Regions from separate parts of the Thunnus thynnus genome. Here region 1 is linked to region 2. The links are chromatin contacts, called in public Hi-C maps. All regions are on one chromosome and are shown on one strand. The core of a region is the stretch at or near the end of the contact, and the rest is flanking DNA. Distances in the headings are between cores, read along the strand shown.

Region 1 (3,394 bases), core at 412-2,911, 210 kb after region 2:
GGGGTGGATGTCGGCGAAGAACACACACAGATTCAGGACAGAGGTTTACAGAAATAAGGCGTATCCTTATGGTAGCTCTATATAAGAAATTATAGCTGCTATTATCCCTCCCAGACAATGATAACTATCTGCTTCAAAAGAAGATTAAAGGTTTATACAAGTTCAGAGTTCTTGGAAACCCGGATCGCATTATCAAAACTAAACTGAGATTGATGAGATTTCATCTCGCTGTCAGTATTGCATTGAGACTTACCACATTCAAATAAAGTGCGTGAAATAATAATTCAACCTCTGGTGTTGTTTTGCAAACGATTAACAAAACAGATGCTGGTACAAAGTCGAGTTGAAATGCGATTATGGTTGTCCCGTACACACTTTTCTATATTGATTCACGGAATTTCAATTCTGACTCCCTTGTTTTGTTTTAATCCGTATTATTTACAAGAAACATCAGGTTGAATCAAAATTATCAAATGGATTTCTTGAAGGTGCGGTCTTTCCGGATTTTAGTGGATTAAGATCTTTCATTTAAAAACAGTAGCCTAAATTATTTGTTGACTCACTTCGAACCATATGTTTATTCACGAATTATTATTATTATTATTATTATTATTATTATTATTATTATTAATATTATTATTAAGATGGTTATTCTATTTGTTTTATTTTATTTTATTCCATTTGTTTATTTATTTATTTTTATTTTATTTATTTTTTGCCTTTGTTTATTGAAATCCGCGTGTTGTTTCACCAGAATAAACATCTTTCCAGTCCAATGTTTATTACTTATCATTGCTGTTACTTTACACTTAGTCTTCATTAACAGTGTAATGCGTCTATCATCAGCTCTCTCTTTGATGTCAAGTGGCTACACGGGACCCGTTTGATGTCTCAAATTAAAGAATGAATTGACTGCGATTCGCCTGCCACCAAGAGCCCATAACACCTCAAACCCGGTGTAAGAAAACACAGCTTGCACCCAGTGATGTAGCGATAAATAGGTGTGTATAACCTGTGATATAGGGTCATTGCAAAACATGACCACCGACAGTACTTACAAAGACATTACTTCATAATTATTTTCAGGTTTTCTGTTAGTGATTTACGTGCGTTTGATACTGGCCATTAAGATTTGGGAGAATTTAAACGTATGTCAATTTAAAAAGGTGTATGTAAAGTCTATCCCCTTATTAGAAAAGGAGCTGAAACCGGTTTATACTCAGCTTTTACTCCCCAATTTTACTTTATTTAACCAATACCTTCTTGGAGATGAGTCTCCAAGTTTGGTTCGGCAACTTTCTTCTGCATTTGTGTATTAAAAAGAAACTTCAGACAAAGAAAGTTAATCAGTCACTGACACCAAATATTTACAGTTGTGCAAACGGACAAAAAAAAATGTGAATTAACACAAAAAAAACGGTGGTAGGACAGACGAGAACAAATAACAAATGAAATAGATTGGCGAGCCATAAAATGAGATTTGAAACCCCATTCAAATAAGAGCTCGCGAAGTCAGTGCACTTATCCGAGAGAGGGAGAGAGAGAGAGAAAGAGAGAGAGAGAGAGAGAGAGAGAGAGAGAGAGAGAGAGAGGAGGGAGGGAGGGAGAAAGAGAGAGAGCGCTGTTTGGTGTGTGGTGTGCATGAGAGGGGTGAGATTTGAGAAATAGGAGGGGCTTCTAAACGACTAGAAATGTCAATCTGAGCAAGGGAGTCCCAATAATCTAAAGCAATCTGTAAGGACCTGACCTTAGTCCATCCAGATCAATAGGGAAGTGAGGGTGGAAAGAAGAAGAAGAGGAAGAAATAAGGGGCGCAACCGGATCGTTTACACTGGCTGTTCCCGAGGAAATATAGACTTCCCTTGCTTGCACCTTTTGTTGCTCACATGCTCACACTGTAAAAGTGGATATCGAGGCAATTCCCTTGCTTTGTGTGATTGCAGCAGACTTTTTCCCCCTTTCCTGCCACCATGTCTTTCCCTCAGCTGGGATATCAGTACATCCGACCGATATACCCACCGGAGCGCCAGGGGATCGCCAGCAATGCCCGGGCCGGGACAGAGCTCAGTCCGTCCGGCGCACTCTCCAACGTCCTCTCCACTATGTATGGATCTCCTTTCGCCGCAGCAGCGCAAGGCTATGGAGCGTTTCTCCCCTACTCAAACGATATATCAATTTTCAATCAATTGGTGAGTAACTCTTTGCTCTCGTTAAGTCTCTTATAAGTCAGTCTACATGTTACACTTTAAAAGAAACGATGAAACTACGCGGGCCTCGACGTGAGCTTTATTGGCACTTTTTAAGTGTAAACTTTAGGAGCGCCGTGGTGAACTTTGTCGTTGAATTGTTTTGTGAAAATGAGTTAAAAGTGGTTAAAAATTAACACATTAACAAATCGAGCTTTCGGTTGAAGGTTTAGCCGAAAAAAATAGAAAACTGAGTGAATAAAGAGTGAATAAAATGGTGTAAAGTGCTGTGGGAGGTTTACAGGTATAGGTGGGGTAGCCTATAAGTTTGTAAAAGTGAAGTCTTTCCTTCGAAGTATTTGATTTATAGAAATTAAAAATATCACAAAATTTCGTTCATTTTTTAGGCTAGTGGGACGTGAATAACAATTTAAGTTGTGACAAAAAATACGTTAACCATTTTGTTTGTTTACACTTCAATGATAACCTCATTATTGTTTTATTGCTGTAAATCCACAAAGCTTACTGTGGGATCATGATAATATGTGTCATGAAGAAGAATTTCAGAACAAGTATTTGTTTATGGTATTAATTTTTAAGTCTGATAAATCCCTCTGACTCTTGGATTCTTTGTCTTTGCAGGGGGCTCAGTATGAACTGAAAGACAGTCCCGGTGTCCAGCACCCAGGGTTTGCCCACCATCACCCTGCTTTTTATCCATATGGCCAATATCAGTTCGGTGACCCGTCCAGACCCAAAAACGCCACCAGGGAGAGCACCAGCACCCTGAAGGCCTGGCTCAGTGAACACCGCAAGAACCCCTACCCAACCAAGGGCGAGAAGATCATGCTGGCCATCATCACCAAAATGACTCTCACCCAGGTGTCCACCTGGTTCGCCAACGCCAGGAGGAGGCTAAAGAAGGAGAACAAGATGACCTGGGCCCCCCGGAACCGCACCGACGAAGAGGGAAATGTTTACCCCAGCGATCACGAGGGGGAGGAGGGGGACAAGAGGGAGGACGAGGAGGAGATCGACTTGGAGAACATCGACACGGAAAATATCGAGAACAAGGACGACTTGGACGACCAGGACGACCTGCATTCAGATATAAAACTAGACGGGAGGAGTGACTCTGAGATTTCTGACGGCTATGAGGATTTACAAGGGCCCGACCAGAGGTTTCTAAAGGCTGTGGGGAAAGAGGG
Region 2 (3,038 bases), core at 441-2,940:
TTCTAAACTGCATCAAAGTTAAAAACGACTTATGGTACACAAACATGAACACACACATACGCGCACACGCATCCATCGACATGCACGTGCACACAGAGACCCAGACTCTCTCTCCCTCTCTCTCTCTCTCTCACTCACTCACACACACACACGCGCGCGCACACACACACATGCACAAATATATTGGCTTTCCTCCAGTAGGTCAAGTTTGAAGTATATTCTCATGGAGTTTGTTTCAACTTGATCAGATATTTAAAATTGGATTTTGTGCTTCTATTGTTTTCCCTTGTTATTATTTACATGATGTCGGCATGCAGCTGCTATTATTTCCGCCATTAAAATGATACAATTTGCTTTTTTTTTTTTATAACGTATTGACATTATGCATGATGGGCCCAACATTATGTTTCTTTGTAGTGACTAGGCCTACATTAGTATCAGTCCCTATGAATTACTTATGTTGCGATCACTCACTGGGAATACAACAAAAGTAGAACAGAATTTTCTTTCATCATTTTTCAAAAGTTGCAATATTTAAGTTTTCCAATTGGAGCAACTAATACGATGAATAAGATGATAGGAAAGATGACCCAAATTGCCATCACACGGCGCGTTGCAGTCAGTTCTGAGCGCAGAAGCAAAGCATTGCCCACTCTTTCTCATAAAAACTACAATTTACTTGAGAACCGTATAATTGTCTACTACTCAGTTAAATTAGTTCTGTTTATCCAACAACATGTTTTCTGGACCTGACATTATGTAATTTTATATCCATGCACTCTTCAGTAACGCATATTTCCTTCTTAATCTCTTGGCTCCTAGCGCACAGTGGAAGCTTAAGGCTTCTATATCGACTTAATATACTCGCTTTTACTTCTTACTAGACTGAATAATCACCTTTAGTTTACTCACCACGTACGAGGTGAATGTGGCAGCTGCCGCCGCGTCTGCACTGTATGGTAGATGGGAGTTGTAACCTGGCGAGGCGCTGGTGAACGCAGTAGATCCGGCATAGGGCGCAAAAGCAGATCCCGAAGAGGATCTCCCAAGTTCCTCGGTTCTGGGTCCCGATATAACGCTGGTGCTGTACGCAGGGCATGAATACAGGGCTAAAGAAGCGGACGGCTGGTACAAGTAGCCCTGAGGATACGCCATGCTGGAGCCCGGAGAGTGTAAGCCACTTAACTTGCGCACTTTACCCCCTTTATTTTCTCATGCGCTGCTGTCGGAGCGCATAGAGCCGTGTGTCTGCAGACCCGCTGTCTGTCCCCGCTTCTAAATGACAACGGTGAGGACAAAAAAAGTAAAAGTGGTAAAATAAAAAAGAGCTTAGATGTTGGATGGATTATTTTGGTCGCAGCCACTGCCCGTCGGATATGTTGTCTCGTTTTGTTTTTCTGTTGCTCCCTTATCTGAGTTGCACCGCCGCTCTCATGCCCGTGCAGAAGTTTTTTTTTTTACCCGTCGGACTGGGGCTTTGCTTGGGAAAATGTCCTGCCAAGATGCTAAGTTGGAAATTGAGGATCCTGACGCCTACTACGCTGCACACTACGCTCCTCCTCTTGGGGTGTAGTCACCGAAGGAAAAGGCAAGCTTGTGCTGGGTAACCACAGCCCTGCCCAAATCCATGCTCTCTCTCTCTCTCTCTCTCTCTCTTTCTCTCTCTCTCTCTCTCTCTCCCCCCCCCCCCCCTCTCTCTCTCTCGCTCGCTCGCTCGCTCGCTCTCTGTTTCTTCCTCACCCCCCTCCATCCCTCTCTCGCGTTAACTAACAATCCGTCTATTTCTCTATTTTTTTCCTCTTTAACAAGGATCGTTGCAGTAAGTCTTAAGTGCGCCTGGCAGCCCCCCTTTGGATGGCGACATCACGCGAGTCTGTCAACTCCCAACTTTCTTCTTTTTTTCTCCACTTTCACACTTGATCAATAACAAATCGGCTGTTGTATGCCAGGATATGGGCTTGCAAGATACCGGCAGGAATTTAAAAAAAAAAGGCGCTCCACTGCTGCACTCTTTTTGTTATTCTTTCCTTGTGCGTAAAAAGTCGTCATTTTAAATATGCGCGTTAAATCAACAGACTGATGCTTCGTGATCTCCGCGCGACTTGTGTTAAAATCCGCAATGGGAGTTTCAGATGGATTACTGCTATTGAAAAAAATCTTCGATTTCCTAACGCCAGACGCATTTTGCATTGGTAAGATATATGACAACTGTAAAAGTAAGATGACGCAAACAGCACTCGGCCGAATAGCTGTATCGTAATAGTTAATGTAAACAAACTTTTCCTTACCAACATGTATATGTAGTAATTGTAGAAGTATATTTTCTCTGCGCCGTCACTTGTGTTAGAAGGATTTACGGTGGTGACGGCTACATAGTTTTTGCAGTATATCCTTGAAAAAAGCAGTCAGATGATACACTCCCAGAAAGTCATAAACCCTCAAGCCAGGACAGATAGTGCCAACTACACCAAATCCGCCAGGACCAGTGGATGTAGCCTAATCTCATTTGATCACTGCAGATACATTTCTATGTTGAAATATTGTAAATCCCAGATTTATATTCTAGATTTATTTAACATGACACTCTTATCAGCAATTACTTTTTTATATTTAATAGACAAAAGACGCCAGTCTGCCAAACACATTTTTGATGTGATGCTCAATGCATTTAATTATTATTGTTATTATCATTATTATTATTATTATTATTGTTATTATTATTATTATTATTGCCAATATGGAAAATAATGATTAATTATAGGGCTTTTAGAAATAAATGCACCTGATTTGATCACTAAATTAGCTTTTAAAAAAAAATATTGGTAGCCGATTATGATTATTATTCACTTTGCTTCAGACATGTAAAAAGCCATTTTCATTGTGGTGATTGACTTTCCAGTTCAAGTCTCAGATAAGCCGAAAGGGATCGCTGTAGGCGCTGCTAAAGAGTGTGTGCACACACTGTCACGTGTTTTTTTACGCTCTGAAAACCTCTAGAGAGCAAAGAATGATGACGCTGGTACAGTGGGAGCCGACGC

What was found. A called contact is a pair of places that touch in the nucleus more often than the background predicts.
Region 1: a contact with region 2 is called in a Hi-C map of heart, with 9 times the contacts expected there. The contact joins the promoter of irx3a here to the promoter of irx5a in region 2. A contact is called at or near these places in 3 of 3 Hi-C or Micro-C datasets (heart and muscle).

Annotation. Positions count from the first base shown.
Region 1 is chr1:29,466,908-29,470,301 of fThuThy2.1, forward strand. It overlaps irx3a (iroquois homeobox 3a), which reads left to right and starts at 1,662. Exons shown (of 3, transcript XM_067594806.1): 1 at 1,662-2,189; 2 at 2,829-3,394. The coding sequence starts at 1,971.
Region 2 is chr1:29,256,605-29,259,642 of fThuThy2.1, forward strand. irx5a (iroquois homeobox 5a) reads right to left here and starts at 1,691. Exons shown (of 3, transcript XM_067594767.1): 1 at 898-1,691. The coding sequence starts at 1,155.